7 separate regions of the Mus musculus genome follow, and regions 1, 2, 3, 4, 5 and 6 are each linked to region 7. Evidence: chromatin contacts called from public HiChIP or PLAC-seq data. All regions are on one chromosome and are shown on one strand. Each heading gives the region's core, a stretch centred on a gene start, on an enhancer-like site or on the middle of the called end of the contact. The rest is flanking DNA. Distances are from core to core; before and after follow the strand shown. Region 1 has its middle 6.8 kb from the start of Adipor2. Region 2 overlaps Wnt5b (wingless-type MMTV integration site family, member 5B). Region 3 holds the start of B4galnt3 (beta-1,4-N-acetyl-galactosaminyl transferase 3). Region 4 overlaps Wnt5b (wingless-type MMTV integration site family, member 5B). Region 5 has its middle 24 kb from the start of B4galnt3. Region 6 overlaps B4galnt3 (beta-1,4-N-acetyl-galactosaminyl transferase 3). Region 7 holds the start of Rad52 (RAD52 homolog, DNA repair protein).

What was found. HiChIP or PLAC-seq counts read pairs in DNA pulled down with a chosen protein or histone mark.
Region 1: a contact with region 7 is called in a FOXA1 HiChIP or PLAC-seq map of pancreatic cancer cells. The contact joins the enhancer-like site here to the promoter of Rad52 in region 7. A contact is called at or near these places in 3 of 115 datasets of contacts at active chromatin or transcription factors (memory CD8 T cells, microglia and pancreatic cancer cells).
Region 2: a contact with region 7 is called in an H3K27ac HiChIP or PLAC-seq map of SST interneurons, with 7 times the contacts expected there. The contact joins the enhancer-like site here to the promoter of Rad52 in region 7. A contact is called at or near these places in 13 of 115 datasets of contacts at active chromatin or transcription factors (the 230-238 cell line, the SCID.adh cell line, SST interneurons and 9 more) and 3 of 9 other capture datasets (embryonic stem cells, liver and pancreatic islet).
Region 3: a contact with region 7 is called in an H3K4me3 HiChIP or PLAC-seq map of bone marrow-derived macrophages, with 2.4 times the contacts expected there. The contact joins the promoter of B4galnt3 here to the promoter of Rad52 in region 7. A contact is called at or near these places in 13 of 39 promoter capture datasets (the 3T3-L1 cell line, the C10 cell line, cranial neural crest and 7 more), 1 of 15 datasets of contacts at CTCF or cohesin (large pre-B cells), 4 of 484 Hi-C or Micro-C datasets (bone marrow-derived macrophages, embryonic stem cells, nephron progenitors and 1 more), 13 of 115 datasets of contacts at active chromatin or transcription factors (bone marrow-derived macrophages, cardiomyocytes, embryonic basal ganglia and 8 more) and 2 of 9 other capture datasets (embryonic stem cells and liver).
Region 4: a CTCF HiChIP or PLAC-seq map of the NIH/3T3 cell line shows a contact between it and region 7, with 5 read pairs. The contact joins the enhancer-like site here to the promoter of Rad52 in region 7. A contact is called at or near these places in 1 of 15 datasets of contacts at CTCF or cohesin (the NIH/3T3 cell line), 1 of 484 Hi-C or Micro-C datasets (embryonic stem cells), 9 of 115 datasets of contacts at active chromatin or transcription factors (craniofacial prominence, differentiating embryonic stem cells, embryonic forebrain and 6 more) and 2 of 9 other capture datasets (embryonic stem cells and liver).
Region 5: an HNF4G HiChIP or PLAC-seq map of pancreatic cancer cells shows a contact between it and region 7. The contact joins the enhancer-like site here to the promoter of Rad52 in region 7. A contact is called at or near these places in 9 of 39 promoter capture datasets (the 3T3-L1 cell line, 3T3-L1-derived adipocytes, the C10 cell line and 4 more), 1 of 15 datasets of contacts at CTCF or cohesin (large pre-B cells), 4 of 484 Hi-C or Micro-C datasets (bone marrow-derived macrophages, embryonic stem cells, nephron progenitors and 1 more), 9 of 115 datasets of contacts at active chromatin or transcription factors (differentiating embryonic stem cells, embryonic basal ganglia, embryonic fibroblasts and 6 more) and 2 of 9 other capture datasets (embryonic stem cells and liver).
Region 6: a contact with region 7 is called in a FOXA1 HiChIP or PLAC-seq map of pancreatic cancer cells. The contact joins the enhancer-like site here to the promoter of Rad52 in region 7. A contact is called at or near these places in 8 of 115 datasets of contacts at active chromatin or transcription factors (the 230-238 cell line, bone marrow-derived macrophages, effector CD8 T cells and 4 more) and 2 of 9 other capture datasets (adipose tissue and pancreatic islet).

The regions. Positions count from the first base shown.
Region 1 is chr6:119,393,431-119,397,548 of GRCm38.p6, reverse strand. It overlaps a transcript of Adipor2 not described here. Among named protein-coding and RNA genes, the nearest start is that of Adipor2, 6.8 kb to the right of the region's middle. Within about 2 kb of position 1,973, at least 189 of the 459 cell types and tissues checked have an H3K27ac peak or open chromatin away from gene starts, as enhancers often do. A contact at or near this core is called in memory CD8 T cells, microglia and pancreatic cancer cells, where this site is marked.
Region 2 is chr6:119,520,337-119,524,275 of GRCm38.p6, reverse strand. All of the region lies in intron 1 of Wnt5b (wingless-type MMTV integration site family, member 5B), which reads left to right. Gm30690 (a long non-coding RNA gene) reads right to left here. Exons shown (of 3, transcript XR_869405.2): 1 at 3,419-3,939; 2 at 2,398-2,513; 3 at 1-1,966. Among named protein-coding and RNA genes, the nearest start is that of Gm30690, 4.3 kb to the right of the region's middle. Within about 2 kb of position 2,090, at least 81 of the 459 cell types and tissues checked have an H3K27ac peak or open chromatin away from gene starts, as enhancers often do. A contact at or near this core is called in the 230-238 cell line, the SCID.adh cell line, SST interneurons and 2 more, where this site is marked.
Region 3 is chr6:120,292,763-120,296,720 of GRCm38.p6, reverse strand. B4galnt3 (beta-1,4-N-acetyl-galactosaminyl transferase 3) reads left to right here and starts at 1,824. Exons shown (of 20, transcript NM_198884.2): 1 at 1,824-2,330. The coding sequence starts at 2,162.
Region 4 is chr6:119,441,865-119,445,881 of GRCm38.p6, reverse strand. All of the region lies in intron 3 of Wnt5b (wingless-type MMTV integration site family, member 5B), which reads left to right. Among named protein-coding and RNA genes, the nearest start is that of Gm40397, 23 kb to the left of the region's middle. Within about 2 kb of position 1,556, at least 65 of the 459 cell types and tissues checked have an H3K27ac peak or open chromatin away from gene starts, as enhancers often do. A contact at or near this core is called in differentiating embryonic stem cells, where this site is marked.
Region 5 is chr6:120,317,423-120,321,195 of GRCm38.p6, reverse strand. No RefSeq gene overlaps it. Among named protein-coding and RNA genes, the nearest start is that of B4galnt3, 24 kb to the right of the region's middle. Within about 2 kb of position 2,520, at least 16 of the 459 cell types and tissues checked have an H3K27ac peak or open chromatin away from gene starts, as enhancers often do. A contact at or near this core is called in liver and pancreatic cancer cells, where this site is marked.
Region 6 is chr6:120,252,951-120,257,131 of GRCm38.p6, reverse strand. The region is part of intron 1 of B4galnt3 (beta-1,4-N-acetyl-galactosaminyl transferase 3); the gene reads left to right. Among named protein-coding and RNA genes, the nearest start is that of B4galnt3, 40 kb to the left of the region's middle. Within about 2 kb of position 1,746, at least 28 of the 459 cell types and tissues checked have an H3K27ac peak or open chromatin away from gene starts, as enhancers often do. A contact at or near this core is called in pancreatic cancer cells and pancreatic islet, where this site is marked.
Region 7 is chr6:119,900,371-119,904,576 of GRCm38.p6, reverse strand. Rad52 (RAD52 homolog, DNA repair protein) reads right to left here and starts at 1,879. Exons shown (of 12, transcript NM_001166381.1): 1 at 1,742-1,879.

The sequences.
Region 1 (4,118 bases), core at 724-3,223, 510 kb after region 7:
CCAGTTCCCAGCACCCACAGGTCAGGCAGTTCATACTCATCTGTAACTCCAGCTCCAGGAGGTCTGATGCCTCTGGCTTCCAAGGGCACCCAGTGCTAGAGTATACATCGTCCCTGAAAAAGAGCAGCTCTTGAAAGGTTTTTGGTGTGGCCGCCAGTGGCAACTGTGCTACAGAACCATCGCCCACTCTTTTCTTCTCTTACATTACTACTGGACCAATTTGTTTGTAAAAAGGTAAAAATTGCCAGGTGTGGTGGCGCACGCCTTTCATCCCAGCACTCGGGAGGCAGAGGCAGGCGGATTTCTGAGTGCAAGGCCAGCCTGGTCTACAGAGTGAGATCCGGGACAGCCAGGGCTACACAGAGAAACCCTGTCTCGAAAAACAAAAACCAAAAACCAACCAACCAAACAAACAAAAAAACCCCAAAAAGGTAAAAATTTCTTGAACAGACATATTCCAAGTACTGAGACTGTAATAATAGAAGAACATCTTTGTTTTTGAGTCTAGTGGCCCTTGCCAGACTTCCAGGAGAGTCCATGGATTTGGTTAAGATCATAGTGTGTCAAGTTTGAGCTGAGATTATAAGCCGGTACCACATGGATTTGGTTAAGATCATAGTGTGTCAAGTTTGAGCTGAGATTATAAGCCGGTACCACCTTTGGCTCTTTTGCTAGCTATGTGATTTTGGGGAAATGACTTGTTTGTGCTTCAGTTTCCTTATTTGTAAAATGGGGATTTAAAAAAAAAACATAATTTAAGAGGCATTGTGGCATAAACCTGTAATCTTAACACTTGAGAAGCGGAGACAGGAGGATTACTATGAATTTGAGCTGAGCCTGGGTTCTAATGTGAGTGCTGGCCCAGTCAAGATAACGGGATGGTATCTAAAACAAACAAACAAACAAACAAACATCAGTTATCTGTCTCTTGGGACAGGTAGAGGTGGGGGTAATGTTAGTCCTCTACCTACTGTGTGTGGCAGCCTGCAGGAGCCAGCCAGAACCACAAGGTAATTATCACCGAAATAACAACTTGAAGGTCACTCTCTGTGTGCCAGGGCCGCTCAGTCATCAGGCAGGCGAGTGTGCAGACAGGAAAGGCGGTGGGGAGCAGGAGGGTGGAAGGAAGTGTGGCAACCCCATGAAGGCAGAGGTTATGGGCACTGTGCCTGCCAGCTGGGGAAAGCTCTGACTCATGAGAGGTCCTGGTGTCACTGTGTGTCTATCGGGTGGGGAAGGGTGGGGTCCCTGTGGGGCTTGGCATTTGTCCCTGCACAAAGATCTCTGGCAGGACTGGGTTTGTATAGTTATGTTAACCCAAAAAAAAAAAAAAAAAAAAAAAAAAGTGTGACTTGGAGCTTGAACCCAGGACTAAATGCATCCAGGCAAGAGCTCTACCACGGCGATCCATCCCCAGATCCACATCTTGAGATCAATCACCCTGAAGTCACAAAGTTTAAGCCATGCCAGACACAAACTAGAAAAATGACCAAATCCTGGGCCAGGTTTGCAAGACTGACCAAAGCTGCAGCCAGAAGGCCGGGAAGCAGCTGGAGATAGCCCACATCTCTCTTCTGTTCTCTTACACTGCGTTCCCCTCCCCCTTGCTTCTTTCTGTTCCCCATTTATTCGAGGTCTGTTTGTGGTAAGCAGGCACAGCTACACCTGGCTAGTAACACGCAAGCCTTAGGAATTACAGTTTTGCTGTGCTGATGCCGGAACCTATGGCCTTGGGGAGATTCCCACTAAGCCACTCCCACACCCTTGACATATGCCCTTATTAAACCGAGTTCAAGAAGAAGGGACGAGTTCTGATCAGCTTACTTTTTTCTGTAGGAATTATGCTGTTTGCTTTTGCTTCTTATCTAAGTCAACAGAAAAGCAAAAGTAATCAGAGAACCAGCTATGAGGACCGCCTTGGCCCCAGAGCCCTGCACGCAGTGATCATGTAGTCTTTGAACTCAGTTCCAGATCAGTTCTGTTTTCTCTCAGCAAAGACCTGCCAGTTCTTGGTTTCTGCTTCTGCAAAGCCACCCTTCACCAGATTGCACAGGTGCAGGAACAAGAACTTGGTAGTTTGATAAGAGAATTCTCATCCAGTTATCCGACGGATCCGGGTTTTAGCCTAGTTGAGAGGTGCTGAAGCAGAAGAATTGTCATTTGAGTTTGAGGCCAGTCTAGAGGACATAGCATGGTTCTGATGCTTGACTCAGTGTACAGACAAACAACAAATCCACACCTGGGGCTGGAGAGATGGCTCAGTAGTCAAGGGCACTGGCTGCTCTAACACAGGTCCTGAGTTCAATTCCCAGCAACCACATGGTGGCTCACAACCATCTGTAATGAGACTGATGCCCTCTTCTGGTGTGTCTGAAAACAGCTATAGTGTACTCATATGCATAAATGAATAAATCTTAAAAAAAATCCGAATCTGAAACCCCAAATAAACAAGCAACCCCCAATAATCCCTCTAAAAAAAATAAAACCAAACCTGTGCCCAAATTCTGTTTTAGCTGTACATTACCTTTAAGCAACTTCTAGGTGGAGACCCCTCTTGATATAGGTTTTACAGTTTAGCCCAACAATAGCTAGGCTCAGTAGCCAATGCCTGCAACTCCAGCAATCTACTGGTGGAGGCAAGAGCAGTTTAGGGCAAATCTGTACCAACATAATTGAGCTCAAGAGCAACATAGAGAACTCAGCACAACAAATATAGTATTCTCTCACCCCCTCCCCTGTTCCCAGTATTTTATGTGGGTGGCATATTAAGTAGTAGTGGAACACACATCTTGACTTTTCCAAGAATATAATTAATATTATTTTGTGAATAATAATATTTAATAATAATAATTATTACAGTAAGAACAACAACCACTACAACACTGATAGCCTTATTTTGAAAGGGTCTTACTCTGTAGCCCAGGCTGGCCTAGAACTCATGGTACTCCTACTGCCTCAGTTTCCCAAGTGCAGGGATAGTAATCAAAAAAATATCAGTGAGTTCTGAAGCCAGGCTTGGGAAAGAATTCCCTGACTTACAGAGGGGTGTGGTTTATTGGATGCAAGGCATATACACCTCAATGAAGCCTTTTTAAGACTGTGTTGTTTCATTTTGTTTTTTAGATTCTTTTAAAAACTACATTTATCTTTGTGTGTCTGTCTGTATGTGTGTGAGTGTGCTTATGTGGAGGTCAGAGGCCAACTTGCCAGTTTGTTTTTTCCTTCCATCCCATCCCTTGAGTCCTGGGGATTGGGTTCAGCTTGTCGGGCTTAGGGGCAAATAAATGCCTTTACCCACTAGCCCATCTCTCTAGTTCCGTTTTTTGAGCTTTTTCTTTGTTTGTTTGTTTTGAGCTTTTTTTTTTTTTTTTTTAATTTTTAAACAGGGTCTCTCTTTGTAGTCTTGGCTGTTTCGGAACTCACTCTGTGGCCTCAAACTCACAGAGAACTGCCTGCCTCTGTCTCCCGAGTGCTGGGATTAAAGGTGTGTGCCACCATGCCTGGCTATTGAGATTTTTAAGACAGGTCTCAATGTGTATCTCAGGTAAGCCTTAAACTTGATAGGTAGACAGGCTGGCTTTGAATTCCAGAATTTCTACCTAAACCCTTTCACTCTGAAATTACAGATGTATCTGATGAATAAAGCTTTTCCTTTCCTTTTGGTGATAGAAAGAGAAGGCAGTTTATTAAAAAAAAAAAAAGTGTTTACAAGGTACTTCAAAGGGTGAAAGTGGGATAAGGGGACCAGGAGGATAGATGCTCAGAAGCAGGACAAGGGGACCAGGAGGATAGATGCTCAGAAGCGGGACAAGGGGATCAGGGGGATAGATGCTCAGAAGCGGGACAAGGGGACCAGGAGGATAGATGCTCAGAAGCGGGACAAGGGGACCAGGAGGATAGATGCTCAGAAGCGGGACAAGGGGACCAGGAGGATAGATGCTCAAAAGCGGGACAAGGGGACCAGGAGGATAGATGCTCAGAAGCGGGACAAGGGGACCAGGAGGATAGATGCTCAGAAGCCGGTTTTAGCCGGGCGTGGTGATGCTTCTTTGATCCCAGCACTGGGAGGCAGAGACGAGCAGATCCCTGGGAATTCCAGGACAGCCAGGGAAAGACCC
Region 2 (3,939 bases), core at 841-3,340, 380 kb after region 7:
GAAACTGGTTCATAACTTGAGGGAAAGTAGAGGCAAAAGGACACTGGGCGGTGGGATAGGAAAGGGCACAGCCCCCGACGGGAGTGTGAGAAGAAGGGAAGGCAGACGGCACACTGAAACCTGTAGCCGGTCACACTATGTGGGTGAATTACATTCCCTCTGCCTTTTGCACCGCGCCAGGCTGTCTGGATTTCCTCTTCGCTGGTTCCTGAGGCCACGCTATGCTTTTTGAAAATATTACTTTTATTTTTGATTAGCATACACAGACTGTATACACTATTGGGATTCTGTGAGGTATCGGGGGTCCTTTTATCATCCTTACCCAACTTTCCAGCCCTGGAGGAATCACTAAGAATTACTAGTCTGTATTCGGGTTTGAACTTCCACACATGGGAGAGACTGTGAGGCTTGTGTCTTTCATGTTTCCACAGTTCACCTGACGTCATTGTTCACCCCTAGGCCCGCCCGTGTAAATGCTAAGGGTTTCAGTCTTCTTTGTGGCTGAACAACAGTTTGAAGTGCATGGCTACTGTCTGCCAGCTTCCGTGATGGATCCTCCCGACTTTTGCATAGTCCACTCCCCCAAGGTCCCTTCTCATGGCTCCTGTGGCCCTGAGGAAACGGGCCCCTCACCATGAATGAAGGCTCTTCCTGTGGCCCCACCTGAGCCTTTCTTGGTACCCAGAAATGTCTGTGACAGTCTCAGGCTTTGCCGCCTGCCACATGCTTTATACCTGACCGAGGCTTCCTGGTGTTGTCTGTCGCCTCATATGTTTTATTTTCCCGCATCCTATGTCGCTTCTCTCCCGACTATGGCCACCGCTGTGCTTCCCGGCTGACCCTTGACCACTGCCACCTGCTCGTCCCCTCTTGTGCCTGGCACTGGCCCATCGTCTTGTTAGGATGAATGTCAGCACATCTGTATCGCCCCACCCCCGTTATACTTTATTATTAGTCCCAGCTACATGACGTAGTCTTTGTTCACAAGGCAGCGGGTTTTAGGGCTGAAAAAGGCTGGGATCGTGTAATCCAGCTCGGTTCAACATTCAGCCCTCTCTTCAGGCTGGCAGGTATTTAGTGACTAATTACTAATTACTGTGATCAAAATGTTTGAGAAATGATGATTTCAGCCAAATTAAAGATACATTTTTTTTTTTTTTTTGCTTACCACAGAAGTTCGATGTATTCCTACACAATGTGAATCCCCCCCCCCCCCATACTTCTTAACTGTGGAGTCCTCTTTGCTCTAAGTGGTTGAGGCGATCCACTGCCAGGGTAGAGGTGGGTAAACTCTCCAGAGCTGAGGCTCTGATGCCACCCAAGTGGTTGTTGCTGCAGCAGTCATGTTTGAGAGCCGTTGCCTCTGCAGCTGTGGTCTACTGCATAAGGAAAAGTGATCTGTACTTTCCCAACTGAGAAATAAGAATTGATACATAATCCAGAGAGGTCAGAGTCAGCGCGATACATAGACCCCAGGCATTGTAATACCAGCGCATCCTTGAGAGAGGATGTTCTATGTCCGTCCTGATTTTGTTCCTCTCCCCTCACCTCTCACACACCCCCGGCATCAGAGCCTCAGAGAACCATTTGCTTCCTTCTGAATGAGATGCCTGAATTAGCATGCTTGTGGCTGCCACCCATGGCCCGTAGCTGTGTGCAATGCCCTTTCGCACATGCAATCTTGTGACAGCATTCTACGATCCTGCCCCCACCCTCCATGACCACGTGGCAGGCTCCTCCAAGCTCCCAAGGATGCTCACACATATAACTTCATTCCTGTAGCTGTCTGGTGTAAACATGCTCGGGCTATGTAAAAAGAGCCCCTCTATTTATCAGCATGCCCAACGCAGGTCTGGGTGAATTTGTGTCAGATGAGCATACCTTCTCTGATGGAGCTGCCAGGCATGGAACCAGCACTGTGGGGAGTCTATGCAGATTCAGGACAGTCAGCCTTTGAGGAGGGACTCTGAAGAAACCACAGATTGACAGTGAGAAAGAAAACTCTGCCAGTTGCTGGGGGGCAGGGCAGTGAGGAGTACAGAGGCCCAACAGGGAAAAGATGCAGGAAACCCGTGGGGAGTGTTGGGGGAGACTCTGAGCAGAGGCTCAAAGGAGAGGGCCATCTCACAGGAAACCACTGGCAGGAAGGTGTACGGGGTGTGCAGGGAGGTCCTGGCAGGCTGAGTCATGGTGCCCATCTGGCTTGCAGCTGCCCAGGATGCTGGAACTACACCTTCACTCAGATGCCGATGCCAGTCACTGGCTGCCTTGCAAACACCTAAATGAGCCCTTGCCTGAGCCACTGCCTAGAGAATACACTCATTTAAACCCAGCCACCCCTCTGCAGCCAAAGGACTTGGGATGTGATGAGCCATGACTGGTCATCCTGATACAGACCTGGGGCGCCGAGAGGCTCTGGAGGCAGTGTAGAGTGGGTTCCAACTCTGCTCCATCCTGACTAACGTGCTGGGCATGCCACCAACCCTGCTAAGTTCCACTTTGCCATCTGTTACCTAGAAAGAAGAGAATTTCACACAGCAGCCTGAAGGGTGTAAAATGAATCTAAAACATTTTCCTGCTGGCAATGCTGCACCAGAGTGGCTCTCTGAGAGAGAGAGAGAGGGAGGGAGAGAGAGAGAGAGAGAATATGTTATGTTTCCCTGGTTGCAGTCTGAGTGTGTTCTGTTCCTAGAGGGCTGTGGTAGGTGATGCTGCACTTAGCCACAGGAGGGGGCTCCTGGTAATGAATATCATTTCCCAAACACAAGGAAGATTATGTCTGCTTCATTGTTTCACACTGCAGGGTAAAATCCCATTACCTTCAATATAACTATTAAACAGGGACTGAAAGCCAAGGGAAGGGTTACATGCCTACAATTCCAGCACTCAGGAGGATGAAGAGTTCAGGGCCAGCCTGGGCTACATAACAAGAGCTGCTAGAACCAAGCCCATTAAAATCAGGAACAAGATAAGGCTGTCCACGATCCCCACCTTTCTTCGAGATGGTGCTTGAAGCACTAGATAAAGCAGTAAGATAAGAAAAGGAAACTAAACAGATACAAATAGAAGTCAAATTATCCATATTTGAAATTGATATGACAGAATACATAAGAGACTCCCAAAATTCTACTAGAAAACTTCTAGAAAAGAGCAGTGATTTCAGTGGCAGGCTACAAAGTCAACCTTCGAGCTCTTTTATAAGGGGATAAATTTCATTCAAAAAAAAAAAAAGCAGAGCGCTCGTGACTTAGTCTGCTGCATGTAGTTTTTTTAAAACACACTATTGTCTTTGTCTGTGACCTCAGCCTGCACTCTGACCTCTCCCGGTTCCCTTTGCTCCATCCAGCTTAGCCCAGGATCCATCACAACCATCCCCCAGCCCGGGAGAGCCAGAAGCTGAAGCTGAAGCTCAGCTTACGGTTTGTTCCTCCCAGCTTCCTTCGCCAGGCTGCCAGCTGCCTCGACCCTAGAGCTGCTGCCTGCACCCAGGTCCCTCCCGGTCCTCTTTTGTTCCTCCTGGCTAGCCTCATCAAGTTGGCATCACCGACCCAACTTCTATCTTTACCCACCTTTGCTCTGAGGAATGAAAAACACTCAGGCAGCTTTATTATTTTAGAACTTGCCAGATAGCACAATTGCTGGGTGCAGAATCTCTTGTTCTAATCTTAGCTGCTAGCCTATATCAGCCAGTCTTTGTCGACCTCTTTGGCTATCCGCCAGTGGCGGAGGCCACCAGTTCTAGCTTCCCCAAGGTCTTATATGGTTGCTTCATGCTTCTTCCAAGGCCTGGTTGAAAAGCCCCTTCTGTTTCCCTGGGACCCAGAAGTCCTACCTCTACCTTCGCCCAGCAATTGGCTCCCACCTTTATTGACCAAATCAAGAACCAATTAAAGAACCAGACTTTAGTATCAGCACCTCCTCCTATACTTCACCTTTTCT
Region 3 (3,958 bases), core at 575-3,074, 390 kb before region 7:
TTTTTAGAGTTTAGTATACCAAATGTTGAGTTTTCTTTTTCTTTTTTTTAAAGATTTATTCATTATTATACGTAAGTACACTGTAGCTGTCTTTAGACACCCCAGAAGAGGGTGTCAGATCTCATTATGGATGGTTGTGAGCCACCATGTGGTTGCTGGGATTTGAACTCAGAACCTTTGGATGAGCAGTCAGTGCTCGTAACAGCTGAGCCATCTCTCCAGTTCCCGAGTTTTCTTATGGTAGTTTTACACACATGCGCATGCATGCGCACACTCACACACTTCATTATGTTCTTGTTCAGCCCTCTCCCACACAGCCTTTTCATCACTTCTTACCCCTCTGTTACTGACTGCCTTCCTCCCTCAGGTTCCTTCTGTTATCATGTAATGTGTATTCTATCAGTCTCTTTCCCCTCTTCCTCTTCTCTTAAGGATTTTTTTGAGATGGGGGCGCGTATACATGCGGCTGCACTCACCTACACTGGAAATCAAAACCAAGGCTTTGTGTATGCTAAACATTTCTCCTACAATTGGTATGTACGCCAGATCACTCTTCTCTTCTGCAGTCTCTACCCCTAGATTTCTTTTGTCTCTGTGCTGACCTTGGCTGACTTTAAAAAGCTTGCCTTGACCTTTCTTTCAAAGCTTCTATAATCATAAAAGAAGACCTTTTATGTGGCATGAGAGTTGGGAGAAAAGAAGAGACTCGGAAGGAAATAGCGCGAATCCACCTGTGGTACGGGCAGCTTAAGGAAGATGTGCCTCTCCTTTTCATTTTTTCTTTCTTTTTAAAATATTTTATTTCTCAAATGTACATGTGTGCCTCTTTGTGTGGGTATATTCATGTGAGTGGAGGCTGGAGCAGAAGCTAGAAGAGGAAGTTGGAATTAATGGGTTTGGGGAACCCACCTCAGGCCCTGAAGAAGAGCATCATACACTCTTTTCTCTTTTCTTTTTTTGAGATTTATTTGTTTATGCGTACGTACACTGTAACTGTCTTCAGACGCACCAGAAGAGGGCATCAGATCCCATTACAGATGGCTGAGGGCCACCATGTGGTTGCTGGGAATTGAACTCAGGACCCCTGGAAGATGCTTAATCACTGAGCCATCTCATCTCTCCAGACCCAGACCATGCACTCTTAATAGATGAGCCATCTCTACAGTTCTGCCAGACCCCCTTTCCATTTCCCTAGTTCTTTCATGGTTCTGGGATGGAACCCAGGGCCTCCTGAATGCTAAGCATTTGGTCTGCTCTTGAGTGGCCCCTCCATTTTTTTTTTTTTTTTAATCTCCAACAATCTTTCACCCAAAACACCTAAAACTGGAGAAACTCCTTGTAAAGGCTCCCCTGGTGCCTTTCAGTTGTAGTTGCGCCAGGGAAAAAACGGTATTCAAATTTGACTTGGAAGACAGTTAAGATTGAATGAAGTGTCAGTTAATTGTGACTAGGGTCTTTCTAGGTAGAGAAAGGTCCTGAGGCCAAAGTCACAGAGGTCACTTAAAAAAAATGTGTCTCAGCCCCACAGCAAGCTTCGAAAGAGCGCCTTCGAATATCTTGACGGTGACTGGGTTTTCTTGGTTCACAGAGTCCATGTCTTAGCTCGCATCTTCTTTCAGTCCCATATCCCTCATCATCACCCCACACACCCTCCCACATAACTCCAAGCCGGTGAGTACGCCAGGGACCAGCTCTCTCTGGCCCCACCTCTCCCCTTCCCTCATTCTCTAGGGGGCGGGGCCCACCTGCGCCTGGGGGCGGGGCCAAGGCGTGGGCGGGACAGGTAGGGAGTAAGGTAATGCTCGGAGCTGAGAGAAAGCGCCCTAACTGCAGCAAGCAAGCGCAGGGGCCGGAGGGCAACTAGGAGAGCCTCCTGGGCAGAGCGCTGGAGTGAGAAAGAAGAGAGGGAGGGAGGTGGCGGGCCTGCGACGAGGAGAGGCGTGGAGCGGACACTTGGGGAGGAGGAGCCCGGCTCCGCGGCCGGAGAACGACCTGCGAGGCACCCGCGCAGCCCAGGATCACCCCAACGCGTCGAGCATGAGCAGTCGGCCCGCTGGAGAGCGACCCGGGGAGACTGGCTGTGCGCCGCGCTGAGCGGCGGAGCCGGGCCGGAACGACGGGTGGGTAGCGGGTGCTGGAGCGGCAGGCTGGGCGAAGCGCCATGGGGAGCCCCCGCGCCGCGTTGCTGATGCTGCTCCTGCGCCCGATCAAGCTGCTGAGGAGGCGCTTCCGGCTGCTGCTGCTGCTCGCCGTAGTATCGGTGGGACTCTGGACTCTGTATCTGGAGCTGGTGGCGTCGGCCCAGGCCGGCGGGAACCCCCTGAACCACAGTAAGTAGCGCCGGGGGGCGAGGAGGTGGCGGAGGTGGGCGGGCGCTCCGGGCGGGGACCCGCCTCTCCGAGCTGATTCCAGGTGCCGGCGCCGCCCCGCGCTTTCCTGGGGACCTGGGCTTGTCGAGGCCACTGTGGGTCGCTGATCCTGGCCTGCCCACTCAGGACAGAGTGGAGCCGGGACGCTCTCAGGACATCCGGAGCGCTGGTGGAGGATTGGGGCGCCTTCCACCGTGCGGGAGCCACAGCCTCGCGGGACAGAGCTGTTTGCGAGCGCGGGCTCTGGGGCTGCGGCGCACTCGGCCACACGCTGCGATCAGAGCCTCCCCAACTTTGCCCTCGGCTTGCTGGAGTGGTTGGCTCGCTGTTTCCCCTCCAGCCGAGCTTTCGGGGGTTCCTTTTCAAAAAGCACCTCCGAGAGAGACGCCTGGCCTTCCCGCCTTGCGTGCGCCTCTTTTTCCAAGAGTCCCACCTCCTGAATGCGTGGTTCTCTGCTGGTCCAGACTGCCTCCTCCAGTGTTTTCACACTCTCCGCAATACCCACAGATCTAACAAACTCCCCAGACCCCGCCCAAGGCGACCCTGCCATGAGTAAATTCCTACTTGTATTTTTATTTCATCAAAGCACTCAAGTTTCTGCTTAGGAAAAGGGGAGGAAATGGCCTATCCCCTCTTCAATGGATATGATTATTACCCACAGTGACTTTCAGTATACTTTTGATAGGCTTAATAAAATTAAAAGTCATCTAGTAGCCAGAAAGGAGTGGAGAAGTTTCGAGAAGGGTCAGGTGCTCTTCTCCAGCCTTGAGGGGGGGGGGTGTGGGGGGAAGTTCTACTTCATCTTCTCACTGGGTCTCACTTTCCTGCTTTAAGAAACTCAAAGACTACCCTCCTGGTAGATTTTTTTGGCCAACAGTTTTTCTCTTAGCTGGATGTGATGGTTTATCTTTTGTGGCTCAGAAGAAGAAATGAGTGTCCTAGTCAGTAACTAAGCAGGATCGGTTTGGAGATGTACTCTTATAGCCCTACCTCTCTATGGCTGTGGACACAATTCTGGCTGTGAACTAGAAGATGCTGTTACAAGGGATCAAGCTATGGCTGTAGCTAGAGATCAAGAGGCAAGAGGAATCCTGCCTACATGGTCTCCAGGGTCCCTCTCAGTTGGGCTGTGGAGATTGTATGGCCTCTGACACTTGAACATTTCCAACGTGAGAGAGCCCCTACTTGGGGGAAGACCGAGGACGGTTGCACTCAGCCACAAGCATGTAGTCTTACAAAGAAGTCTTCCTTGCCTTGACCCCACTCTTCCTCCTCAGGTTTTGTTGCAGGTAGCTGAATTTTCTTGGAGTGTGTAACGGTGGGAGGTGTGGATTCATCTTCCTTGGAAGGCCTTTGCCAGCCTGGTTAGTGGGATAGTCTACATAAAATAGACAGGGAAGCAGTCGCTTTGTGATCCTGAAGTCAGTGGCTGCCTTTGCTCCTTTTCGCCTGTCCTCTGCCGCAGGTGTCACGAGTCTCTTCTGAGACCAGGTCCAGGTGGCCAGAATAATAATAAGTTGCACTCTGGCTCTGGGTCTCTGGATCCTGCCGCCTTCTTCATACCAGACTTGTGGCCTTTTTAAGTTTTT
Region 4 (4,017 bases), core at 307-2,806, 460 kb after region 7:
CTAGAGGAGGAAGGTGAGAGGTAAGAGGACCACTGTGGGGGAGGGGTCCCTCCTCCTCCCTGTCCCAGCTGGTGAGATCATGGCTGTCCTATTGCCCAGATGGAGGTGTGAGTTGAGTCTAATTGTCTTAGGTCCTTTTGAAATGCAATTCTCCCCTCCCTGGCAAGAAATTGAGAAACCAGGCTGGGTTCTTATCTCCAGGACCATAAAAGGAAGGTGTTGGTAGTCTTGTCTCCCAAATTGTCCCTGGGCAGTGCCCCACTACTCTGCATTCTGGAGGTAGCTTCAGATAGGGCCTTCCCAAAGTAGGATTCCAGAAAGGTTGTTTAGGGTAGGGGATGGGTAGAGATTTTGACGTATTCTATTAGGACCCTGACACACAGATCTTTCCCTAGGCTCAAACTGAAAAATGAAAACAAGGGGTGTCTGCTTTGAACCCTGCCATTGCCTTTGGGATCAGCCCTGGCTATGAAGAAGGCATGAGCCAGTGTTCCGGGATGCCCTGAGGGGCAGTTTCCCCAGAAAAGCTGACTTGGGGTTTGGTGGATTTACTTAGCAATTCTTCAGGGATTCTCTTCACACACATCCCTCTCCTTGGCACAGTACCTATCCTGCTTAAGCAGTTTTGAGTAAGACCATGAGACTGGTCCAGGTGGGGCATAGCATCCTTCTTGGCCTGTTTCCCGTTATTCAAGGAATGAATGCTGGACAGACAGGCTAGCAAGATGACTCTGTCTGAAAACTTGCTTGCCCTGCCAGCGTGAGGACCCAATTTGATCTCCAGCACCCACACAAAAGGCACGAAGACCTAAATTCAGTCCCCAGCACTCACATAGAGAGACGGTGCGGTGATGCATGCTTGTAATCCCAACATTGGAGACGCAGAGACAGGTTGGCAGCCCACCCAGCTAAATCTGCGAGCCCCAGGTCCTTGTCTCAGAAAATAAGGAGGGCAGCTTCTGAGGAACAGCACACAGTGGGGTGAGGCAGTGTGGTGGGGAGCTGTACTGGGTGAATTCAAGATTGCCAACACCTTCTTTTTATTGTCTCGGAATAAGACCCAGTAGAATAGGGACTGGTTTGTCAAGGACTTCTGACTTCCACTGAGGGAATGTACATGCATCCACATGCATTGCACACACCTGAACATGCACAGTGGGGGGTGGGTGGTAGATACTGCTGAGTCTGATTGCATAGTGGATGGCTTGTTCAGGGCAGGGCTATTGGTCCATCTGGTTTTCGCCACTCTTAGTTGTTGTTGTTGTGTTTGTTTCTCTTTGTTTATTGTTTTAAGACAGAGTCTCTCTACACAACCCTGCATGTCCTGGAGATTTCTCTGTAGACCAGGCTGGGCTTGAACTCACAGAGATCTGCCTACCTCAGCCTCTCTAGTACTGGGATTAAAGGCATGTATCACATGCCCTGACTCCCACTTCTTTTTCTATAGCTTCCCTGAAGCCTCTCTATGTCTGAGAAGCCATGTCCTGGGGTAGCTCCTGCTAGGATCCTGGTGTCAAAAGGGCTTCCTTCTTCTGAAAGCTGCAGCACAAGTCATCCACCAGCAGAGGGCAGCAGAGCAGCTCAGAAGAGCAGCCTGGCTTCCAAAGCCTCTGCCCAGTGCTATGGCTTGCTAGCTTCATATCTTTGAGATGGTTTGGTTTTTCCTTTCATGTGTGACTGTTTCACGTCCAGATACCCTCCAAACACCCAACGCACACACACACACACACACACACACACAGAGTTTATCTAACCTGCAGTGGGGAACTGGTCCTTGCAGGAGATTTCTATGCAAGAATCTCTTTACCCCCCCACCCCCCCCCCCCAAAAGAATCTCTTACCCAAGACCCACGTGCTGCCCTGTGCAGTTGGCGCTGCACCCTCAGAGTCTGGCCACGCCCCTCCAGCAGAGGCAGAGCTGGTCCAGTGTGCTGAAGGACACTTTCAGATCCCAAGTCACCGGAAGTCAGTGTGTGGCACCTGGTTTATTATATTTAGAGACGGGCACATGGTTTCAAAAGGTATTTGGGGAGGGCTGATTAACTCAGAAGCACATTTACTAAAGACGGGTGGAAGAAATAAGTCAGGCATATGCGAGTTGGGAACGGAACACGTAAAAGGCATGTTTCTTGTTTTCAAACACTGGAGAGCTGACAAATGGAAGGGGATTAGGCAGAGCTGCTCCAGCAGGCAGAAGTTAGTTACAAGGAGGCGTATTTTGGTTTCATGTGAGGAGGAACTTTCTAGTGATAGAATCGTGGGGGAAAGAGAGAGAATGAATGATGAATGAGCTGCCCTGAGAGGCCAGCGCTTTCCTGAGGAGCACTAGGAGCCGAATTGCGTGGAGAAGGGAAAGAGACCCAGTGCTGGGGGTCTGCGGCTCCACCCTGCTCCAGGTGGCATGTTGGGAGCTGAGAGCATTTCTGAAAGGCTTTATAGAAATGACTCACTTCTTTTGGTATAGCATTGGAAATGTAAATGAGCTAAATACCTAATAAAAAATGAAAAAAAAAAAAAAAAAAAGAAATGACTCCCTTAGAGTACGGCCCAGCCTGCTTCCTTAAGAGCATATAATGGGCTGCAGAGATGGCTCAGCGGTTAAGAGCAGTGACTGCTCTTCCAGGGGTCCTGAGTTCAAGTCCCAGCAACCACATGGTGGCTCGCAAACATCTGTAATGGGATTCAGTGCCCTCTTCTGGTGCGTCTGAAGACAGCTACAATGTACTCATAGTAAATAAATCAATAAATCAATAAATCAATAAATCTGAAGACAGCTACAATGTACTCATAATAAACAAACAAACAAACAAACAAATCTTTAAAAAGAAAAAAGGAAGAAAGAACACATAAAGCTCTTTCAGAGGACCCAATTTCAGTTCCCAGCTCCTACATTAGGCTGACCTTTAACTACCTATAACTCCAGCTCCAGGAGATCCAGCGCCCTCTTCTGGCCTCTGGAGGCACTGCACACACATGCATATTTCCCTAAAAAGACATAAATAAATATATAATTAAAAAAAAAAAGTCAGCCGGGCGTGGTGGTGCACGCCTTTAATCCCAGCACTAGGGAGGCAGAGGCAGGGGGATTTCTGAGTTCGAGGCCAGCCTGGTCTACAAAGTGAGCTCCAGGACAGCCAGGGCTATACAGAGAAACCCTGTCTCGAAAAAACAAAAAAACAAAACAAAAACAAAAACAAAAAACAATGAATGTGGGGATACTAAATAGTCCAAGAAGCTCTTTCAAAGCAAAATGACATTTTGTTTGTTTTGTTTTTTTTGTTTTTTCGAGACAGGGTTTCTCTGTATACTGTATAGCCCTGGCTGTCCTGGAGCTCACTTTGTAGACCAGGCTGGCCTCGAACTCAGAAATCCCCCTGCCTCTGCCTCCCTAGTGCTGGGATTAAAGGCGTGCGCCACCACGCCCGGCTCCCACATTCATTGTTACAGTCAGCACCAAGGCAAGGGTCAACCGTAGCAGCTAGATCACAGTGGAGCCTCCGACTACTAGTTAGAGGTTTCGTGGGCTGCTCCTGTTAACAAAAGACCAGAGTGGATTTGCTGTTAGTTGTGAAAAGCAGTGTGGTCTGATTTCTGACATCACTGTGTGGTGCCATGGTAATCAAGAAGTAGAGCTCACTCCAGTCCTTTCCTTTAAGACTCAGTTTATTGTTTACTTGTGTGTGTGTGTGTGTGTGTGTGTGCCTATTTATGTGTGTCCAGAAGCTAGAGGGAGTCATTGGATCGATCCTCTGGGGCTGGAGTCACGGGAGGTCGTGAGTCACCAGACACGGGTGCTGGGAAACAAACTCTAGCCTTCCCCAAGAGCAGCAAATACACTTAACTGTGGAGCCTCCCCCCCTACCCCACCCCCAGCCTTCAGACCTTGTAATTCTGTCTGTCCATCCTCTGGGACAGCCTATGGTGTCTCCTTCCCATTGTAGAAGCATGGGACAGTCACAGACGGAAGACAGAAGATTCTACCTGGTACAATAACAAATGCAGGAGATGGCTGTGACC
Region 5 (3,773 bases), core at 1,271-3,770, 420 kb before region 7:
CTGGTGGCGTAGGGGTGGGGGTTGTGTAGACTGTTAGCTGATGTGGGCAGACCCAGCCCACTGTGGGTGGTACCATCCTAAGTTGGTCCTAAACTATATAAAAAAGTTAGTCCACCTATGAACCTGCAAGCCATCTCTTTTTTTGTTTTTGTTTTTCGAGACAGGTTTTCTCTGTATAGCCCTGGCTGTCCTGGAACTCACTTTGTAGACCAGGCTGGCCTCGAACTCAGAAATCTGCCTGCCTCTGCCTCCCTCGTGCTGGGATTAAAGGCATGCGCCACCATGCCCTGCTGCAAGCCATCTCTTGCGTGGTTCTGGCCACACTTCTTTGACTGTTGAATGAATTCCTTGGCTGGAAATAATGCTATATACAATATGGAATAGCAAGTAGGCCTGCCTTCAAGTTCCTACCTTGATTTCCCTCAGTGAAGAACCTGGAGTGTTACCTGGAGTTGTACCCTAAAATAAATCTTTTGTCTGCTAGGTTGCTTTTGTTAGTGTTGTATCATAGCAGCAGCAGAAAGGAACTGAGAATCCCCAGGAGAACTGATTAGTGTGTTCAGTGCTATGGCTGTCTCTGCTCCTTGCAAGCATTAGTGCCTAAAGGACTCTTGCTGCGCTAACTCTCTATTTCCATAGTAGCTCCACCCTCAATAGTGATTCATTCTATTGGCAGGGGAGGGCTGAGGATCCACAGAGCTGTTGTCAGGAAACCAGTCTATCAGGGGAAAACAGCACTTCAACCCTGCTTTAACATATCCATTCCTGAACATTACAAACACTAACTCTGAAAGGAGATGATCTCGAGTCAGCCAGAAGATTAACTCTTTTTTATTGGATATTTTCTTTATTTACATTTCAAATGTTACTCACTTTCCCCGTTCTCCCTCACCCCAAAACCCCCTATTCCATCCTCCCTCCCCCTGCTTCTATAAGGGTGTTCCTCCACCCACTACCCTCTTCCACCTCACCACCCTTGATTCCCCTACACTGAGGCATCTATTGAGCCTTCATAGGACCAAGGACAAAAATGAACTCTTGATGTTTAAGTCCCTACACAGAAACACGAGTAACATGAAAATCCAGGATGTTCCTCTCTAAAATCTACCAACCCCAGAGTAATGGCCCCCAGTGAGAATGACTGATAGGGAAATTCCAGACAAAGAATTCAGAAGAATGATTATAAATACATTCAAAGAAGCTGAGCAGTGGTGGCACACGCCTTTAGTCCCAGCACTTGGGAGGCAGAGGCAGGTGGATTGATTTCTATGGGTTCAAGGCCAGCCTGAGCCACAGAACTCTGGGTCAGAGAAATCTTGTCTCTGTGTGTGTGTGTGTGTGTGTGTGTGTGTGTGTGTGTGTGTGTAGAAAGAGAGAGAGAGAGTGTGTGTGTAGAAAGAGAGAGAGAGAATATATATATGAATATATATATGTATACACACACATACACACACACACATATATATACATATATATGTGTTTGTGTGTATATATATATATATATGTATATATACTAAGAAATGAGAGTATAAATAAACTTGAATGAATTCCAAAATATTTTAGAAAATACAAACCTCTAAACAAAATGAATCAATGTAGGAATGTACAAATGCGATTAAATAGAGAACTAGACACACTGAACAAAACCCATACTGTACGAATGCTGGAAATCGACACTGAGTAAGCAGTGTCAGGGGGCTCAGCAGGTAGAAGGACTTGCTGTGGAAAGCTGACAACCTGAGTTCAGTCTCTAGAGCCCATTCCTGAGGGTTGTCCTCTGACTCCACGTGTGTTTTGTGGCATGTGCCCGTCCCCATCATACGCACACAGCAATGATAAATAGGGCAAGTGAGATGACGCAGTCGGGTGCCTGCTGCCAAGCACGACGGCCGGAACTTATCTTGGGAGCTACATGGTAAATAAAGGAGAGGACTGACTCCTGCAAGCCACCCTACCCAAATAAAAGCCCATTTCTCAGCATGAAATAAAAGTCAGAACACAGAAAATATATATTTTAGGGTTTTTTTTTTTTAAATATTTTTGTTTTTCAAGACAGGGCTTCTTTGTGTGTCCCTGGCTATCGTGAAACATCCACCTGCCTCTGCCTCCTGAGTGTTGGGATTAAAGGCATGTACCACCATGGCCTGGCTGCATTTCAGGTTTGTTAGGACGATAATTGCCCACCCATATTAGTATTGTAAGGGAGGATTCAGCGAAACCCCTGCACTGGGCCATGCAACGCCCAGATAGAAAAGTTTATCGGGGGAGCAAACTGCCAATCTGTCTCCAAGAATAGAGGACAGCAGCTTAGCAGGAAGGCAGGCAGATTTTATATGGTAGAGGGTGTGGGTCCTTGAGCTGACGCAGGCTGTTAGGATTAATTAAGGTAGTTGGGCCTAGATAAAGGAGGTAGTGGTTTTCCTGGCAAACAGAAACCTTCCTTGCAAGATTCGTGAGGAATGCTGAGTTTAGGCTTCTGTTTACCCAATACGATCCTTCTGTTTACCCGGTCAGAGTCCTTCTGTTTAGGACATTGTCACCAGCACTGCCACCTTAGGGGCCTGGTTTAAACTTAATAAGTCTACCCAGGAAAACTAGCTGTTGTAGTTGATGGAAAAAGAGCATCCTATAATAAAAGCAGAGTAAGGGATTGATGGCCACTAAACCAGATCTGTAGTGGATACTGAAAGGGTTGGCCTGAAGTAAATGATTAACACAACTAAGAGGCTTTAGATAATACAATGATTATTGCCCGAGCTTTTGTCCCTGCCGGCAAGAACACACTCAGGACAACCGGAATCTTCTGTGGCAAAAGCTTTATTGCTTACTTCTCAGGAAGACCCCGAACCCAGAAAATGGCGCTGCTTATATAGCCTGCAGTGTGACGTTTCAGCACCTGATGTGGCGTGACAGCTCCTGATTCGTTGCTCGCCCATCATCCCATTACTACGCCCCAAGATGGGCAGTGACGAGGCCTGAGTCCACTCTTGCACCTGCGTACAAGGCTTGTTTACTAGTTAGGCACAGCGGAGGCCAGCGCCATCTTATAATGGCGATTGCTCGCAGCACGCACGGCTCTCCACAGCGATTGCTCGAGGTACAGCTCTCCACAAATGATAGCTAAACAAATATGAATTTGGGAAACACCAAACACTACCAAATTATAGTAAGCAATATACACCTTCCAATAATACTTCTGAATACTAATGATTTCCAATCACAGGACACCAACCAGATGTAAAGCAGAACCTGTTCTTTTGCTGCTTCCAAGAGGCACAAACACATTTCACCATGAAAGGCAGACACCGTCTCACACTAAGAGGCTGGAAAAGGTGTTTCAAGCAAATCAAACTAGGAAATAAGCAGCATTCCCTAATCTACTAGCTGACAAACCAAACCCCCAAAACTCTAAAGCAGCCGGGTGGTGGTGGCGCGTGCCTTTAATCCCAGCACTCAGGAGGCAGAGGCAGGCAGATTTCTGAGTTCGAGGCCAGCCTGGTCTACAAAGTGAATTCCAGGACAGCCAGGGCTACACAAAGAAACCCTGTCTCGAAAAAAAGAAAAAGAAAAAGAAAAAGAAAAAATCTATCAAAAGGACGTTACAATTCTAAACATATGTGCACAAAATATACAGTCATCAGAAAAACAAAACAAATTGGAATAAACCTAACCAAGGAAATAAAAGATCTTTTGTTTTGAGTTGAGATTTTTTTCTTCCAGTTCCCACTGATAAGATACCCATCCTATAAACAAACTCTCATCTGTGCTTCAGT
Region 6 (4,181 bases), core at 497-2,996, 350 kb before region 7:
AGGTCCCATCCCAGGAAGCAGGTTGTTCTTCATTTGCCTTTTCTCTATTTGAATCTCTACAGCAGCATCCGATTCTTATTAGTTCAAGAAGATAAAACTTCTAGATCCTATATATCCCATATGATCACAGAAGGACTATTACCTATTTTGAAACAACTTCCTTTATAAATTTTAATCTCAGGTTCAGGCATCTCTCCACTCATCCTCCTAGGAATTAGTCAGTGCCTCTGACCTAAGCCCTTCCATTAACCCCCAGCATTCTCCAAGACCCTAAGGCCCCAAGGCCGAGGCTTGCCCTCTCAGTCTTTCACTTCCTCCCTCTGACCTTTGACTTACACAGGCCCAATAGCACCAGGACTGCTGTCCCCTCACCCCCACCCCCAGGAGACGACAGACAATGGATTCCTTTTGGGATTCTAGACTTGAGATCTAGACAACTCTGCCAACAGAGGAAATCAATTCTCAGAGATGAATCAGGAAGCCAAGGTCCTTCCCTTGAGTACAGTCGACAGGACCATTAGTCAACAGGGCAGGAGAGGCTCAGGCCTCAAGAACCTTGCTGGGCTGTTGTGCTTAGGGAAGGTAGAGCCTGAGTTAGATAATGTCTTACCCAACATGTTTTCTGTCGTGTCTTGCAGGTTTTCTCAGGAACCCACCTGAGACACTGCTACCTCTCTAGTACTTCAAAGATGGTGGGCGGTTAGTCCTGAGGCCCCACGGTCCATTGCTGTAACTGACCCTGCCTCCCTTTTAGAACACACACCCCATTTCCAAGAGGGTGGTTGAGTTCATTGAACAAAAGGGCTGACAGCAGAGAAATACTTTGCAAGATGCAAATGCTTAATAATTAATGAGCATTAGAAGCCGGCCTCGGGCCACTGTGTTTTAGGAAACCCATCTGCTGGAGTAGGACAGAGACTATTTTCAGGGCAGGAGAGACTTGAGGCAACATGGAATGGTGAATGGAGCAGCCTCCCGGGGGATTTAGATGGTACGGAAACCCAGATACAGAATTAGAGAAGAAACAACAGCCTTGCTCAGGGACTCTTCGCTCTCCCAAATGTTGATTTCATTGACCTAAATCAAGCCTCTGCTCCCATGTGCGGGGACCTATTTTAAGAGAGTCATAAATATACAAACTCGGAAATGCCTGGTGGTGGTGGTGGTGGGGTGGTGGCAAGAGGATGTGGTTGCACACCGGGACAGCATCCGGCTCAAATCACACTCCCGCCCCTGGATTCCAGGCGGGCAGGAGGGATGGCACAGCGGTGATGTTTACAAGGAGGTGCCAGGAGCAGAGAGCGGGTGTTCTAAACTAAACCTAGAAACATCACTGTGTTCCTGCCTCACGCACTGCAAAGCAGACAAAAACGTGGGCTCCGGGTGGTGGGAGCTGAGAGAAAGGGAGCCTAGTGGCCTCTTCTCCATCACAAGCCTTCTTGCCTTTGCCATCCTTACTGCACTGGAATTTCTCACTCATCTGTAGACTGTTAGACTGCCACTGCTTCTGGGGATTGAGACCTGCTCGACACTCCTACGTTCCCTGCCCTGGCCTAGTGAGTCCAGTCCAAGGTTATTGAGTCAAAAAATACACTAGTCTTCAGCTTAGAGAAATACTATAACCCTTTCCTTACTTTTCAGGTAAGGCAAGTGATGGTCCCTGGTTGCCTAGGCTAGCATCGACCAGGCCTCTAACTCAAACCGGGTTTCGTCAGGGGTGGAGCACCATGAGAAATAGCTTTGGGTGTTACTGGGTGGAGCTGAGATGTGGCAGAGTTGGGTGGACCAGAGGGCTCCAGCTAGCTTTGCACACTCAGCTGATTTTGACCCTCAGTGATAGAGCTCTGGCCTAGCATGTGAGGCCCCAGGCTCCTTTGAAGCACGCAGGAATTTGATAGGAGTTTGCTCAGATGCAAAAGCCCAGGAAATAAGAAAGCTTTTGTGTCAATTCTTTGAGGAGGTAGTATGGTCTTCCTTGGGTTGACACAGCTCAGGGATGGAGTGGCAACATTCCCTCCATCTCCATAGTCCTTCAGTTTCTTCCTACCGTGATCTGAGAAATACTTGGGGAGGGGGTGTCACCTGAGCTGAGAGGGACACAGGCCCTTTCAAGAACAAATCAGTCTCTAGTGAGATGTTTACACCAGCTCATACCCAAGGGTGCAGTGTGAGTCATTTGATCTAATTGGTTTAATAAGTAAACGATCTGTGCCCAAAGAGGAGGGGGTTGGGCGTGAGAGGGAGGGGCTCGCTACCTACAAATCCTAAGGGGTCAGCTTTGAAGAGAGGGAGACCTGCTGCTGGCTTTCTAGGGATCTGTGACAGTTCAGCTGGAGGGTGGGGTGCTTTGGGAGGGAGGGAGAACAGAGACCCAGAAGTCCTGCCTGCTGGCAAAGAGAGGTAGTTCAGCTTCTCAGTGCCCTTCCTAAAGAAATGAAACAAGGAATCATTCATTGAAGTATATAGTTCAGTAGGAGCGGGGGTTGGGCTAAGTGCTCAGGGGTAGAGCAACCTCCAGTACCACCACCACCACCACCACCACCACCCCACCCACCCCACCCCCCCGCAAAAAAAGTACAATTCAGTGCAACCAGTATTTAATTTCAAAACTTTTTTTTTTTTTTTGGTCTCTCCAAAAAGGAACCAAGCACACAGTAGCAATCCCTCCATCTTCTCTCTGTTCCCCAGTGCAGGCAACCTTTTTTTTTTTTTTTTTTTTTTTTAATTTCCAAGAATTTGCCTATTCTGAACATTTCATATGATGGCCCATGTAATAGGTGCCCCATTGTGTCTGGATTTTTCCTTTCACTAAGCAAACAGTAGTGTTTTCAGAGTTATTGATGTAGCATGGGTCTGAACAGTCGTCTCAGTATCTCTAGGAGATGGGTATCTCTAGGAGATGGCTCTAGTCCCTGCTGTAACCTGAGGATACCCAAATGTCTTTTCATGTAACTTAGCACATCCTCCTGTACACTAGAAGTCATTCTAGGTGGCTTGTGGTATATGGTATAGCATAAATATGATGTAGATAATTGTTATACTATGTTTCATATATAATATTCCATGCTTGCATATATGCTGTTTTGTTTTCTTTCCTTCCTCCCTTCCTTTCTATCTTTCTTCCCCTCCCCCCTTCTCCTCCTTTTTGTGAGACATGGTCTCATTTATCTGCGGTTAGCCTCAAACTCATAATGTAGCCCAAGGATAGCCTTGAACTTTTCTTTTTTTAAAGATTTATTTACTTATTTTATGCATATGAGTACACTGTAGTTGTCTTCAGACACACCAGAAGAGGGCATCAGATCCCATTACAGATCATTATGAGCTGTGGTTGCTGGGAATTGAACTCAGGACCTCTGGAAGAGCAGTCAGTGCACTTAACCACTCAGCCATCTCTGCAGCCCAGCTTTGAACTTTTGATTCTCACACCTTTAATTCTGAGTGCTGAGATTACAGGCTTTCCCACCATGCCCTGTATATGGCTGCTGGGAATTGAACCCAGGACTAAGGACCTGCTAAGTAGTCACTCTAACAGCTAATCCGCATCCCTAGCCCTTTTTGGTTTTGTCTTTTGAGATATACATTTTTTTCCTTTTATTTTAAGATAGGGTCTCACTGTTTTGCTGGCTGTCCTGGAACTCATTGACCAGGTTGGCCTCAAACTTGGAGATCTACCTGCCTCTCTTGGAGTCTCCAGGATTGGATCTACCTGGTTCTGTTTTTGTTTTTTTGAGACACAGATTCCCTATACAGCTTCAGCTACCTTGGGACTCACTATATAACCCAGGCTGGCCCTGAACCCATGTTCTGATCTTCCTGGCTCATCTGTCTCCCAAGTGGCTTATTAATTACTGATGGGCATTTGGGTATTTACAGTTTGGGGCTATTAGGACTGGCACTGCTATGGTGTTGTCATCGTCGTTGTCCTCCTCCTCCTCCTCTTCCTCCTTTTCTTTCTATATATAACTCATTGATAGGGGAGAGCCCAGCTTATTCTGAGTAAGGACCTCACTTGGACAAGTGGTCATGGGTTCCAAGATTCTACAAGAAAACAGGCTGAGAAAGCCATGAGCAGTGACAGTACGCAGCTCCCCTCTATGGCCTCTGCATCAGCTCCTACTTCCAGGTTCCTACCCTGTGTTTCTGGCTGACTTCCTTCCATGATGAACGTGATGTAGGAG
Region 7 (4,206 bases), core at 630-3,129:
AGCCCTGGCTGTTCTGGAACTTACTCTGTCGACCAGGTTGGTCTCGAGCTCACGGAAATCCACCTGCCTCAGTCTCCTGAGTGCTGGGATTAAGGGTATGTACCACCACACCCAGCTAACATTGTTTTAAAAACTGTTTATGTGCATTGGTGTTTGTCTGCATATATGTGAGGGTGCTGGGTCCTCTGCAATGGAAGTTATAGACATGTGGGTGCTGGAAATTGAACTCAGGTCCTCTGAAAGAAGAGCCACTACTCCTAGCCACTGAGCCATTTCTCCAGCCTGCATTTTTTTTTAAAGATTAGAAATTTTGATTCTTTAAAAAAAAAAAAAAAAAAAAAAAAAAAACAGCCAGGTGATGGTGGCACACGCCTTTGATCCCAGCACTTGGGAGGCAGAGGCAGGCGGATTTCTGAGTTCAAGGCCAGCCTAGTCTGCAAAGTGAGTTCCAGGACAGCCAGGTCTACACAGAGAAACCCTGTCTTGAAAAAACCAAAAAAAAAAAAAAAAAAAAATTAATGTTTGTATTATATAAGTATGTGTGTTTTGCCTGCATGCTTATCTGTGCACCACAAGTACTGAAGAAGGTATCCCTTATAACTAGAGATATAGACAGTTGTAAGCCACCATGTGAGTGGTGGGAATTGAACCCAGGTCCTTGGGAAGAGCAGCAGCCAGTTTTTTAAATAAAATATAATTCACATCATTTCCTCTCTCTCTCCTCCAATCCCTCATATCCCTCTCTCAACTTCATAGCCTTTTTCTGTTTTGTTTTACACAGACAACAGAGACATACATATATGAATAAATAAATATAACCCCTAAGTCTGTTTAATGTAGCATGTACATGTACAATTTTAGGGCTGATCACTTGGTACTGGGTAATCCATTAGGGGGTTCATCTCTGGGAAAGCCATTCTCCCTTTCTGACAGTCATTAATTGCGTATAGCTCTTCATCTAAGGGCGGGGCCCTTTAAGACCCCTCCCCCAATCCAAGTTGGCATGTCAACTGGTGCTGTTAATTGTCCAGGTCTTATTAAAGAAGCAATATTGAGATGGCCATGTAGGGGAATCAGCCTAGATGACCATCAACTTAATCAACTGATGGATAATTCAAACGAGATACAAACATCGGAACTTTATTCTGCGGAACAGATCCCACCGAAACCCACACAAAGTACTGTATTTCATACAAGTGAAACAGGTTCACTGACAAAGCAGACGGGGGTCCTAGGATGACGGGAAAAGTGAGAGGGAGAGCTAACTGTGGCTTCTGGATTTATTTAGGAGTGATGAAAATGTTATGGAATTCGATGTTGCTAGGGGTTACACAACCCCCAAGCATATGAGTAACCAGAGAACTGTACACCCCCGAGGAGTGAATTTAACCGTACTAATGCACGCTTCGTTTTTCAAAGTCCAGAAAGGCTACCCTGAATGTCAAACTCCTCAAGTCCACAGTTTCTTCTCAGCCCCACCGACTCCCTCCGACTTCACCCTGTCCTAGACAGTCCTGTTAACAGTCAGCGCGCGTGTCGCACGGTGCTCCCGAGCACGCGGTCAGCAACCCCGGACCAGGCGCCTCCCTCCAGATCCAGCGCAACCGTGGGGGCTTCAGGGCTCGGCCTCCCCGGTGGAGACGCCCCCGTGCCGGGCGTGTCCAGCAGCCGCCCGAATCCGAAAGGCCCCACGCTCCCCGACCCCGCTAGAACCACCCCGGCGAGGACCGTCCTCACTCACGCGCTTCGGAACGCGGTGCACGCAGGAGCTCGGTCCGGGTGCCTGCCGGGAAGCCGGAGAGGGCCTCGCAGAAGGAATGGAGACTCTGCAAGCTCAGAGTCCTCGCCCAAAGAAAAACAGAAGGAAAGGCCGTAAGTCAAGTCAGAAGGCGCCGAGAGCCGCAAAGCAGGCTGTCGCAAATCAAGTCGCGAACTGGAAGCGGCGGAGGACTCAGCATCCTGAGCGCTCTTGGGCTGTTATCTCACCGCCCGCGGCGATCAGCCTTCCCGCAGCCGCAGCAAGCCGCTTCGGTTTCCGTAGGCGCCCTGCGAGGGTCCCTGGTGTGACCCGGCTGGGTGACGCCCGGAGCCAACCTCTCCTCGGTGTGCTTTTAAACTCTGAGACCCTGGCAGCCAGTGGGATTTCCCCTGAAATTCAACCGGAACTAACTGGATGACAGTTACACTTTAGGCATCACTCCAAGTTAAACACAGACTGATCTCAGTTTATGATGTTTTCTGCTTTACAACAGATCTACGTCTCCAATGTGTAGTTTATATACTGAGAACTTTTTGTTTTTAATGGTCAGGCCTTCAGATTGTTGCAATTTAACCAATTCATTATATGGCCACTATATCCAGGATCTTTCGTGTTTTCCTAGATGGTTGACTTAACTAATCTTCCCAGAAACACGGAGTCAGATGCAGTTAATAAATAAATCGAAAGTCCTTTAGCACATTGTAGGGTCCATACTGACAAGACCAAGATAACAGGACAATGACACTAGCTACAAGAGAAACTCAGAATTCTGTTTCTGGAATTAGCTGGTCACTCAACTTGCCCATTACTTGCACAAAAAGGAAAGACTCTTTCTCAGGGCAGTGGTGGCCACATCTTTAATCCCAGCACCCAGGAGACAGGGGCAGGCAGATGTCTTGAGTTCGAGGATGCTACACAGAGAAACTCTGTCTCGAAGAAAAGAAAAACATCATTTGAAACTGTGCTACTGGCCGATGCAAGAGTACCAAATTTCCATTCTGGTGGCACAGACCTGTAACTCAAACTACTGGGGAAGCTGAGATAGGAGAATCCCAAAATCAAGGACAGCCTGGGCTTAAAACCTGTCTAGGTAAAAAGAGGGTTGGCATTATAGCTTAGTAGTAGGACTCTTGCCTGGCATGTAGGAAGTAATGGACTCAATCCCAACGACAGGGGAGGAGAACCTGAACATCTACGGCTACAGAGATCGCTCCACAGTTTAAGAGCACGTACTATTTCAGAGAACCTGAGTTAGGTTCCCCACATCCAAATTAGGGGACTCACAACTACCTGTAACTACAGTTCAAGGGGACCCAGTGCTCTCTTCTGGCCTCTGAAGGCACCGTAAACATACGACACTCATTTGCCCAGACACACAAAACATGTATACATATAAATAAAAACAAATCTTTTTTAAAAAAATAGACTATTAATCTGTTATCCGTGCGCCTCAGAACGTGGTGCTTGCAGGAGCTTGGCCCCGGGTGCCTGCAGGAGCTTGGCCCCGGGTGCCTGCAGGGAAGCCGAAGTGGGCCTCGCAGAAGAGATGGAGACTCTGCAAGCTCAGGGGACGCAGGGAAGAGGGCCATCAGGTTTGTACTGAGCCATGTGGCTGAACCCCTTTCCTTTTATAATTACTTATGTTAAACATCTTTTTATATTTTGGATATCATATAGCCGCCCAAATCCAAAGGGCCTCATGCTCCGAGACCCCACTGAGACCACAATGAAGACGCAGCACAAGATGGCGCACACCTTTAATTTCAGCACTCAGAGGGCAGACACAAATGAAAATCAACTTGGTCTACATAAGGAGTTGCAAGACAGCCAGTGCTACACTATAGAGAAACTCTGTCTCAACAAAACAAAACCACTAAGGACGGGCTGGTGAGTTTACTCAGTGGTTAAGAGAAATTGTTGCTCTTGCAGAGCATCTGGGGTTAGATTCCCAGCACCCACATGGCAGCTCACAACCATCTGTAACTCCAGGTCCAGGGGCTCTGATGCCTGCTTCTGGCATTCTTGGGCACGTAGTGCATACATACATGAAGGTAAGATGTTCATACCCATACATCTAAATGTTCATACCCATACATCTAAATGTTCATACCCATACACCTAAAAAAGAATGGGGGCAAAGGGGCTGCTTTACCTAGCTCAGCAAATCAACAAAAAACTTGCTTTTTTTCTCTATTCAGAGAACAATCTCTCAGTGTTGTCTCTCTGCGGCTCCAGTCAAACTGGGGCAATTCATTTCAAAGTTCCAAAAATGCCTTGCCTATCTGTTGGCAAAGGTTGGCTAGGGTTCCATTTCCCTGCCCAACAGTCTCATCTCTGCCGGCACAACACACACTTTGGTTTTCTTTCCAGGTCTTACCTGATAGCCCAAGCTGGCCTTGAACTCACTGTGTAGCTAAGATTGAGCCCGGGCTGCTTACTGACCCTTC